Regions from separate parts of the Zea mays genome. Here region 2 is linked to region 1. A link is a contact called in public Hi-C data. All regions are on one chromosome and are shown on one strand. Each heading gives the region's core, a stretch centred on a gene start, on an enhancer-like site or on the middle of the called end of the contact. The rest is flanking DNA. Distances are from core to core; before and after follow the strand shown. Region 1 holds the start of LOC100384030 (glossy13). Region 2 holds the start of LOC100281698 (cytokinin-O-glucosyltransferase 3).

Region 1 (5,389 bases), core at 1,907-4,406:
ACTTAAATGGCAGTAATATGCAGTCACCTGTTGTCAGGCGCTTCTTTTGCCCTCCGGAGATCCCTTTGATCATTTCATCTCCAACAATAGTATCAGCACAGACGTCCAGTCCTAAAATCTTGGCTAGATCAAAATTAGCAATCAGAAGTCTTGGCACAGTAAAGTAATCAAGAAGTTATAAAAAAAGTAAATTGTGCTAACAACTTTTGAAAATAATAAGAAAAAGGGAATAATAAGATTTAGAAAAGAGTAGGTCCGCTAACATGCTGTAGAACAATATTAAAAAGATTTGTAAATTAAAGAGGCCAGTAAAAATAAAAAAATAATAGGGGAAACACAAAAGAAATATGTTCTTGAGAATTTTCAAAGCACATAGACAAATAGCTGAAAGAGATGGATCCCATACCTTCATTATATACTCTGCTACGAGGCTTGTCTGCTTACCCTCAAGAGCCAACGCCTGAAAATTTGAGAACAATATTTATGACACAATAATTAAATATTTATATAATCATTCTGCCTAAATGTAGTCTACCTTCATGAACACATCTAGGTCCTCGTCAGGTTTTATCCCCGCATTCTTTTCTCTCCTCAACAGTTCAACAAGCATGTCTGCAGGTTGATTGATGTCAAAGACCAAACAATCAAGGAACAGCAAAACTTTACTAATTCGGTGCGGTGACCTACCATACTTTATTCCAACACCCTGACAGCGCCCGGCAAACTCCAGCGTTTCTCTGACCGTCATTTCTGAAGCATGCCAGTCTTGCTGACTGACATAAGCAGATGTTCGCTGAGGCACGAATTCGTTCAAATGGTGGCCATTGTAAGTAATGTTCCCAGACATCTACAACAAATTTGGGTGCTTCCTGTCAGTAACAAGTTGGGGGACTCAAGTCAAAGGCTAATTTTGCTGATGACAGTCCATTGTCAGGTAATAGAACATGCCAGTCCGGCATTCCGGCCTTGTGATGGACAAAGAATGGATTGAATTAACCCAGATACAAAGAGTCGCCCATCATTTTTTTATGAACACGCATTCAAAGAATGAAAAGTGACTGATGTGATGTTACAAACCTTTAGTCCAGGACCGAGCCGTCCAGCAAGAGCAAGAAGCAAGGTGGTCTTCCCGGAACTTGGAGGGCCCAAAAGCAGTGTCATTCTGCAGCACGAACCAATGCATGTGCAAGCTTAATTTGGTGTCCCATAAAAACCAATGAGGCGCCATTTGGATCCTTTGAATTAAATTTCATTCTAATAATCCTAATTTAGGCACTAATTAATTAAGCTAATAAGGTTTTATACGGAATATATTTGTATATTATTATTGGTTATATATGGGAGAAATAGAGGGCCAGTGTATTATAAGTGTGGAGTAGAAATACATGATACATAAAATCTATTTCTATTCCCTACCCTAGAAACTTGAGTCTATATCTAAACTTTGAAAAGTAGTGAAATGTTAAATTCCAAGTCAAATAGACTACTCTGTTAAGGATATTCTAATTCCTCTACAACGAACAGATCCAAACAGCCCCCTGATATGCAATCTTCCTAGAATTCTTTATGGGGGAGACAGAGTTTCCATATGCACCTTGATGGGCGAATTACCCCACTGATGTTGTCCAAAATCGGCAGTTTAACTCTTCCTCCTCGATAGATCCTCAGATGCCTCAGAAAAGCCTATTAAAAATAACAAGATAAGCATGTCAGGATCTGAATTCTACAAGAGTAAAACTGATGCGGTAATTCTTCCACTGCCGTGGAAAACTTGTTTAAACGTCACTTTCACATGGAGATCAAGTTTAGAACAACCGATATGATGAAAAACGTATATTGACGAAAAAAATTGCAGTTAAGATCTTTGGGCCAACCTCTGTCATGTTGCATATGAAGTTCGGGATGGTCGGTAGAGCCCTGCTCCCAACATGCACGTAAGCGTCCACTGTCACATCCTCATACCTCACTTCGATCTTGGGGAACTCTATCTGCACTCTGCAGGAGCGAGGAGACGGGAAAATCAACAGAGTTTCAGAGCCCAAAAGCAAGATCAGTATAGCTCTGTGATGCCTCGATACAAATTTTAGCATGTGCTTCCGAAGGAAGCAAATTATTTGACAGAAGCGGACACGTACGTAGCTCGTCGTACGAGTACGCACGAGCAAAATCTACTAGCGCTGCTGCCAACAGGCGATCTGATGCTCTTCACGCCGCCTGCTACTGCTGGCGCTCTGGCTCCTGCTTTCGCATCCGCACCCGGAGGCCCAATCATGGCCTGCACGTCCATGGGCCATGCCGTGGAGGCCTGGAAGCTTCTGAATAGCCCATCTGGAGAAGAAAACTTCGAGGCGCCAATCTCCGCGGCGACTGGGACGTGTGAGTACGACGAGATGACGGCGGAAAGCCGGAAACTAGACTCGACACACTGAACCAGAAGGACGGAACCGTACAAACACCTACTGGCGCCACTAGTCAGCCTCCCTAACCGCGTAGCCTTTCCGCGGTAGCACTAGCACCTGCCATGCAGCGGTTGCCACTTGCCAATTTTCCAAACCCCGCGGTCCGCGGATGAGCCGCTTGGGCCCACATGTCATGCAACGCCGCGTGGGTCACCCTGGCTGCACAACAACGGACGAAGCGCGCAAGCTCGTCCGCGCGCGCGGAGGCGGCGGAGTGGTGTGGGGGAGACGACGAGGTCGAGACATTATTTTTGAACTGGGGCGGGGAGACAACGACACAGGGCAAAGCATGATGACGAGGGAGCAAATTAAAATGCAGGAGTGTAACTACTCACGCGTCGAAGCGGCTGCGTATGCGTCGGAAGAAGTGCTCGGAGTCGCCAGAGTCGGCGACGAGGCGGTCGACGAGCGCGGTGCGGTCCCCGGAGGAGAGCCCGGCGACGTCGACCTCGCAGAGCACGTCGTCGCCCTCGACGGCCGCGGCCCCGTCGGGAGCCGGGGACCTGAGCAGGCCCCGTCGCGCGCGGGTGACGGTGGGCAGCCGCTGCAGCGCGGCCCACCGCAGCGCCTCCCGCTCGTCCTCCGCCTCCCGCCACGACCCGGAGCGCGAGAACGCCGCCTCCGCCGCCCACATCTCGCCCCCGATCGGTCTCCCCCGCCACACCAAACCCTAGCTGCCGCTGCCCGCGCCTTTCCGCCCGGTGTGTGGCGCGGCAGTGCGGCCATTTAAGGAGGGCGTACTGGCAGGCGGTGGTAATGGCGGACTGGGGAAGGAGGGGGTGGATCCACCGACTCGTTCGCATTTATGGTCATAGGCCGCTTTCTCCTTCGATCAGTCGCCCCCGGGCTTTCTCTCTCTGCTTTGCGCCTCTAATCCTCGGGGGTTTTTAGCGGAGACCTGGAAGCTGACGGCGACAGGTTCACAAGAAAGGGAGGGAAGGAAATGGGGAAGCCGTGCACCGGCTTTTCATTTTCCAGTTCAGACTTCAGACTCAAGTGAGACTCTCCGGGCATGGTTGTTCTGGGCCTGTTCGTGGGCTCATTTAACAATAATCTTTCATTTCCTTCCTCTATACTGCTTACCAACCCATGGTGATTATTGTGTGTTAGGCTGTCCGCAGCGCTCGCCGCGAGTGTCACCCTCCCTTACTCCTGTAGACGTATAGAGTGACCCTCACCCCTCCGCAGCGCTGTGCGCTACAAGCGCCCCTCCTTGCTACAGTTCAAGGGTTGCGTGATTTTGTCGGTCCTCTTTGTCTCGAAGTTGGTACGCACGTATTAATTGTTAGTTGTAGAAAAAAATGACGTTGGATCACAGATAGGTATGAAAAATAATATTTTAGGTTATAGTGGAGTGTAGGAAGAGAATTTAAAAAAAAAACCTATACGGGAAGGAAAACGTAGGGGTGGAATCTATATGATGTGGCTGCATGTGGTATATACGGACAAATTTAGAGAAAACTGCTACAGATAGCCTTAGAGTCTCTTTGGTTTTACTTTTGGCTCTAGCTTTTGCACCTTAAAAGCCAAAAGTTAAATTAAAGGGTTCGATCCAAAAAACAGCTTTTCCTAATAGTCGACTTTTCTTGCAGTGCAAAATTGAAAGCACCTCTATACCTGTTTTTAGTAGCTTTTCAGATGAAACTGTGAAAATATATATTAAAAAATAGCGACTTTTAATAGTTTTCGTCAAATTGTTTTTAGTTTTTTAACAGCCCATATTAATTTTTTTCATAGACACAGTCCAACCAAAAAGACCCTAAGGTTGTTCGAAAGATGCAAAACTTTATCGACTATATATATCGTTTAAATGTGGGGGACACGATAATCGTTGAACCGTGGAAACTGGTGTTTCATATAATAGAAGAGATAAAGAAGAGAAGACCGTCTAGTTTTAATACTCTCTATTGCAGAAGTAACATTCTATCTTTCCGGCAAATCCTATATAATATATATACACACACAGGGACGGAGAGAGAGTATATGTTAATATATCTTTTCAAAAAAATAAAGATAGATCGAGTAGATAAATTTAATTTAGGGCTTGTTTGTTTCTGTTTTATAATATACCAACTTCTACTGTTTTTATAGTGTTTTATCTCTATAAATTACAACTATAACAGTCCAAATAATTAGTTTTAATCCGGAGCGAAAGATGAAACAAGCAGCCCCAACATTGAATTGCCGTTTGAAAAGTTAAAATGCTGACTTCCGAGAAAAACAAACTAAAAGCTATGCTGAGTGAAGCCTCTCTGATTTTTAATACGCTGAGAAGCTAAAAATTTACTACAAAACGACAACAACTAGTACTATAGAAGCCAAAAAAAACCAGAAAGTTTTTGCTTTCAAACCAAGACCCCCCCAAAGCTACCGCTCTAAAAAGCATGCACTTAGACCATCTCCAGCAGTTTACCTATACATATACCTATATTCAAACTACACTATATAAACAGTGTAATCTATAATATAAAACGATGCAAAACGGTGTTTTTAGTGACTATATAGGTGTAAGGTCCAGTAGTTCACTCATATGATAAAAACACTTTTTATACTGTTTTGCATTATAGATTATATTGTTTGTAGAGTATAGTTTGAATATGAGTATATGTATGGGTAAGCTGCTAGAGATGGTCTTAGGAGAAAAATGCATACTAACATATGATCTCTAACAAAATTGCAAAAAAAAATAATAAGGCGCGTTGGCATTGAAATGTTTTAGCATTTCACACACTGAGCTATTGACAAATTTCTCTACGATGGAAGTCTAGAGTTCAAATGATGCATTGGCCGACGTGTGATGATGATGAGTCGTTTTGATGTGCCCGCAAGCGTTTGTTGTATGTCATGGCAGCATGGCACCACATCGTAGACGTTTGTGTACAGTTGCGCGACAAGCCCGAGCTGGTTGCCAGCGGCAACAGGTTGGCGCC
Region 2 (5,389 bases), core at 1,993-4,492, 420 kb before region 1:
AGATCCAAACGGGGCGTAAGCTGAAACAAATAGAACCAAAGAAGCTATACGTTGTCTAGCCAACTTAAAGTGATTATTCGGCGTTTGAAAGCGATAAGGCCAGTTGGGTGTGCGTGTGTGCGGTGGAGGTGGGGGGTTCGTCACTGGGGAGGTATTGAGGATGCCTTGGCTATCTTTCAGTTTCAGCTACTTTCAAGTTGAGATGTTGTCAAAGCACCAACGACCTGTACGCTGAGATGTTGTCAAAGCACCAACGACCTGTAGCAAATGTGTCTGAAACTACTACTAAGATATATGAGAGGCGTGGTATGGCGCTTACTAATTTTGCGTATATGGTTCTAAATGACGGGCATTTCCTTGATAGAGCTGTTAATCCAAAGTAAGTCAAGTGCAAGTGTGAGTTTGCTGTTGTTGTCGAGGATCAGAGACACTGCATATCCATTGTCAATTCTATTGAAGTCAAGATTTTGCGATTTACATCAGACCAACAGCTTATCGGCATTCTTTTTCTTTCTTTCTTTCTTTCTTTCTTTCTTTCTTTCTTTCTTTCTTTCTTTTCTGAAGCTTATCACCAGCATTCTGAAGTGGATTCACTCAAATACCGAAACTTCAGTCGAGCATCAAGCTGCAGAGATGTTACTAATAGAATAACATGCATCAAAAGCAAACTGCAAGTTCCATGGGATAGATCATCCAGGTGATCGATATCCCAATGCTATTGGGTTTTTCGACATCGGTTCAATATCTAATTGTGGCTCCTGAGTCAGCTTGGGGACAAGCCAAATTTCAAGGAGGGAAGGGTGTCATATGGACCTACTGAGCTAGTGGTTAGTGCACTGGATGAAGCTAGGCTATACATGGGGTGGGGTGGACCATCAGGTTCGATCGACTCAAGGAAGCAAGCTACCAAGTGAAGTACAAAAAGAGTAGCAGCCAAATGATTTGAGCCTGAACTCGGAGGCGGCGAGCAAGAGCTCGAGGTGAGCATCCGCTCGATCTACCTCTTTTGCTTGTTCTACCTCCTGTGTATGGGTTTCCTTGTATCTAGAACCTTCCGTAAGCCTATCATATGCTACACAGCGGTCACTGCTGCTTGATTGACTCAATTTATCAGCATACATGGGCCGAAGAATCAAATATTGACGCTGACTGACCAACAATGGCGGAAACCGGGGGAACAACAAGGGCCCGTGCCCCCTCCCCCCGGATTGAGATCCTCTGCAGTCCCTATGAATGTTTCGGTTTACAGCAACACATCAATTCACCTGTTTTTTTTATAATATATTATCATTATTGTTGTTGTTGTTGTTGTTATGAATACTAACTACATGTATTATGTGTACAAAAACATAGAGAAAGTACACTGGTCTACTTGTGTTAAACATCGTCCAAGAAGGCAAGCGCATGGTGCAATGCAACTTAGGACTGTACTGACAAGGCAGCCCCGGCACCTATGTTGTCATTGTTCTTGCTTCCAGTTCCAAGCTCCGGCAGAGTGCTGAAGCCCGTGCCCTCTTCGTGGCTCTTCTTCATGTTTAGCTCCGCAACATGGCGCAACATGTCGTCCAAGTCGGCATACGACGACCCGCCTTCCTCCATGGCTGCCTTGGCCTTTGCGGCGAGCTCCTTGGCCCTCGCCCTCCTCGCCGTCCCGTCGGCGCCCACGCCCATCAGCTCGGCCACCGCCTTCTCCACGTCGGCGCTCGTCACCTGCACCCCCTCGGCCTCGTCGGGAAGGCTCATGGGCGGCAGCTTGACGCCGGACCTGACGCCGACGCCGAGGACGTCGACGAGCAGCCGCTCGCTGCAGAACTGGTCGGCGAAGTTGGGCCACGTCAGCACCGGCACGCCGTGGGTGATGGCCTCCAGCGAGGCGTTCCACCCGCAGTGCGACAAGAAGCCGCCCACCGCGGGGTGCGAGAGGATGGTCACCTGCGGCGCCCACCCGCGGACGAGGAGGCCCCTGTCCCGGACGCGCTCCTCGAACCGCTCGGCCAGCAGCCACGCCCGCACGTCGGCGCTGGACTTGGCCTCCTTGATGGCCCAGACGAACGGCCGCCCGGACGCCTCGAGGCCCCGGGCGAGCTCGACGGTCTGCTTCAGCGACAGCTGCGCGAGGCTGCCGAAGCTGACGTACAGCACGGACGCCGCGGGCCGGGCGTCGAGCCACGACAGGACGAGGCCGACGTCGACGTCGGCGCGGTTGCCGCGGGCGGCCGTCGCGCCCGCGTCCAGGCCACCGGAGGAGGAGGCGCACGTCGGGCCGACGGCCCAACACGTCGTCGTCGTCTTCCTTCCGAGCGCCGCCGCGTAGCCGTCGACGAAGACGCCCTCGAGGCCGCGGAACGTGTTGATGAGCAGGCCGTCGGCGGTGGCCTCGGCCTCCGCCACGTCGCGCTCGTAGCTTTCCATCCCCGGCCACTGGAAGAAGCCGCGGAACGTGGCCACGTTCCCGGCCGCGCGCACCGGGAAGCCCGGCACCTCGAACGGCTCCAGCTCGTGGGCCACGCGGCCGTACACGCCGTGCGTGGACAGGCAGTGCGTGGCGAGGAGGAAGTAGGCGGACGGGCAGTGCAGCACCAGGCGCGGGATGCCGTGGCGGGCGCACACCCGCGCCGCCCACGGGTTGCACGAGTCGGCGACGACGCAGTCCGGGCGCCGGGGCAGCGACCGCAGGTACTCCTCCAGCGGCGCGTCCATCTTCCACGTGGCCTGGAAGAATGGCATGAAGTGCTCCTTTTCCACCACCATGTCGACGTTCTCCATCCCTTCTGGCAGCCCGAGCCCCGGGCCGGGGAACGCGACCTCCGCCAGCTCGACGTCGAGCCCCGCTCGCCGCGCGCTCTCGACGACGGCCCCGTTGCGCGCGGCGTTGACGGGCGTGGTGACCACGCTGACGCGCGCGCCGCGGCCGGCGAGGAGGCGCGCCAGGTCCACCATCGGGATTATGTGGCCCTGCGCCAGTAGCGGCACGAGCACGAAGTGAAGCCCCGCCATTGGCTGCGTCTTCCTAACCTAGCCTGCCTCTCTCTCTCTCTCTCTCTCTCTGCTTTCTCTCGATAGCTTAAATGACGAGCGCGCGTACGTGCGGCTTATAAAACAATGCCAGCTCCACACACCGGCCGCGATACGACCGGTGCAAAGTTTGCACGGCCAAGATCGAGGCTGACGACGTGACGCGTGGACGACGAGGGGGGGTTCTAGTGAGGAGTGGCCGAGACGGGACGACGCGATAAGGAGCGTGAGGACGGAAGACGAACAGTGTGCAGCATTTCTGTGTTGGAATGTGCGTCACTTGTGTGAGGAGGAGAACCGGAGAATTCCGCACTGAATCGTGGTCACTTGACTGAACCCATGCTGTGTTTATTGTACACACACACAAGGAGGGCACAGAGATGGCACTGCGGCAGATTTGGTTGGTCTGAGAGGACGCATGGCGGGCAAGGCAAAGTTGTGTTCTAGAAGGGTGGTGCGCTGACGTCCGCGCCGAGCGAAGCTCCGTTGTCGCCGTCTTCGGAGCCCAGACGCCCAGTGGAGTGTGGACTCTCTGATCTCTCTGAGTGTCTGGTCTGGCAGGAGAGCAAGGCCGCATTGCAGCGAGGCAGTGACCCTCGGTCGCTGCATGGATGAATACAGCGCACGTCTCCTGTCAAAGGTGGAAAGAAAGAAACGAGGCAAACTGCGTGCCCATCCCTAGGTGTACAGATTCTCCACGTAACCACGTGTATATGTGATCCTGCCCCATCCATCATTCATCGTGATTTTAAAAACCCAATGAAAATTTCGTTTCCAACGTGAATTGATTCCTCAGCGATTCCTGTGTTTTGAAAGGACAGGCTAATGATCTCACATGAAGAGGAGGCTCCAGACTGTGTGCAACCGCGTATCGGCACCAAAGAAAGAAAACGGATCTCCCTGCCTCCCGTTCGCCTGCAGTTTTTTCTTTTGGGCAGCTGCAATGGTGCGATGGCCACAGCACACGACGATGGTCAAAAGCTCGAAATGCCATGTCGGCGTGCTGCCCCCGTGTAGTCAAAGCTCTCAACAACCGCGTGCATCACAGACGGTCGAATCTGACGGCGCAGCTGATCACGGACTCGTTGGCGGCCACTGGTATCTTGACATGTGAACAAGTGCTGTGCTACATATTTGCATGAAGGGAGGGGAAAAGATCTGGATCTAAGATTTCACTATTGAGCAGCTCCATTAGTCCATCCAAGATCGACCGTGGATCAACCAAGGAATCAGTTAGCTTCAGATCCATGAAAATGACATTTTAGTTGGAACAGACTGTTTTATTCTTCAAATAGGGCCCCACATATCAGTCTTTGTCATTCACTCTCTTCTAGTGATGAGCGTGCGGTCGGTCGGTCGGAGCTAGGGCGAGCGCACTGTGGCGTTGCTGGGGTTGGGGGCGAGCGCGCCATGGCTAGGCTACTGGTTAGTTTTCTCTAACTCTAAGAGTACTTCTTTGACAAGCTTCATCGAAACAGTGAATATGATATCTAGATTCATCGGTCAGCCTGTCCGTTTAGTTTTAATCCGTACCGAATTCTATTGAATGTTTTATCTTTATGGACTGCAGATGCTGTAGCAGTAAGAGAACAGCCTATGTTCTGATGAATCTAGATCTATTGCAGTTCCTTGTTTGCTTGTGCTCCCACTGTCTTTCGAAACCTGTACTTCTTGGCTGTTCCCAAATTGCTTATCTTTGTGTCCAACACGACGCGGGCCTCTTTGGCACAAGGGTCAAGGGCTATTGTCACGGAGCCGCACCAACTGGACATTTATAAATGGCTTGTACAATCGAAGCCGTTTTCGCCAAGACGTTTCTTCCAAACGGGTTTAGCTTAGCAAAAAAAAAAGGAAGAAAGAAAGAAAGAGAAGCCAGAGCTCTGATCCAAACCGTCAACATCAAAGACGTAATAGAACATTAAAATGATCCCAGCGTAGCTAATATATGAGACCTCAAGAAGTCAAGATTGTATGGTATATACAATAATACGTGTGATATATCTACATGGAAAAAGGTGATCGAAGAAGAAAGTGAACATATGTAGGGGGGGAGAGCGAGAAAATCAAATTAACAGACCAGATAGCAAAGAGGAATTTTGAAGCAGCATGCATCGCAGCCTCAGCTTCTCAGACAGGAAACTAGAAAGGTTGAGTAAGGACAAATAAACTGAGATCTACTTGAAACTAACTGCCTTCTCCGTTTTCGAGAAAAAAGAGAGTATAACCCCACACCCCACCACCACACACACACATAAGGGCTTGTTCGGTTCTACCCCAATCCATATGGATTGAGGGGGATTGAGGGGGTTTCAATCCCCAGTAAGTCAAAATTCACTCCAATCCGTATCAATCCCCTTCAATCCATATGGATTGA

What was found. Hi-C and Micro-C count contacts between places; a contact is called where the count stands out from the background.
Region 2: a Hi-C map of bundle sheath shows a contact between it and region 1, with 2.6 times the contacts expected there. The contact joins the promoter of LOC100281698 here to the promoter of LOC100384030 in region 1. A contact is called at or near these places in 2 of 25 Hi-C or Micro-C datasets (bundle sheath and tassel).

Annotation. Positions count from the first base shown.
Region 1 is chr3:10,260,602-10,265,990 of Zm-B73-REFERENCE-NAM-5.0, reverse strand. It overlaps LOC100384030 (glossy13), which reads right to left and starts at 3,156. Exons shown (of 24, transcript NM_001321723.1): 1 at 2,795-3,156; 2 at 1,875-1,995; 3 at 1,595-1,683; 4 at 1,078-1,162; 5 at 688-847; 6 at 536-612; 7 at 407-460; 8 at 28-118. The coding sequence starts at 3,093.
Region 2 is chr3:10,679,643-10,685,031 of Zm-B73-REFERENCE-NAM-5.0, reverse strand. It overlaps LOC100281698 (cytokinin-O-glucosyltransferase 3), which reads right to left and starts at 3,242. Exons shown (of 1, transcript NM_001154618.2): 1 at 1,277-3,242. The coding sequence starts at 2,997. The coding sequence ends at 1,420.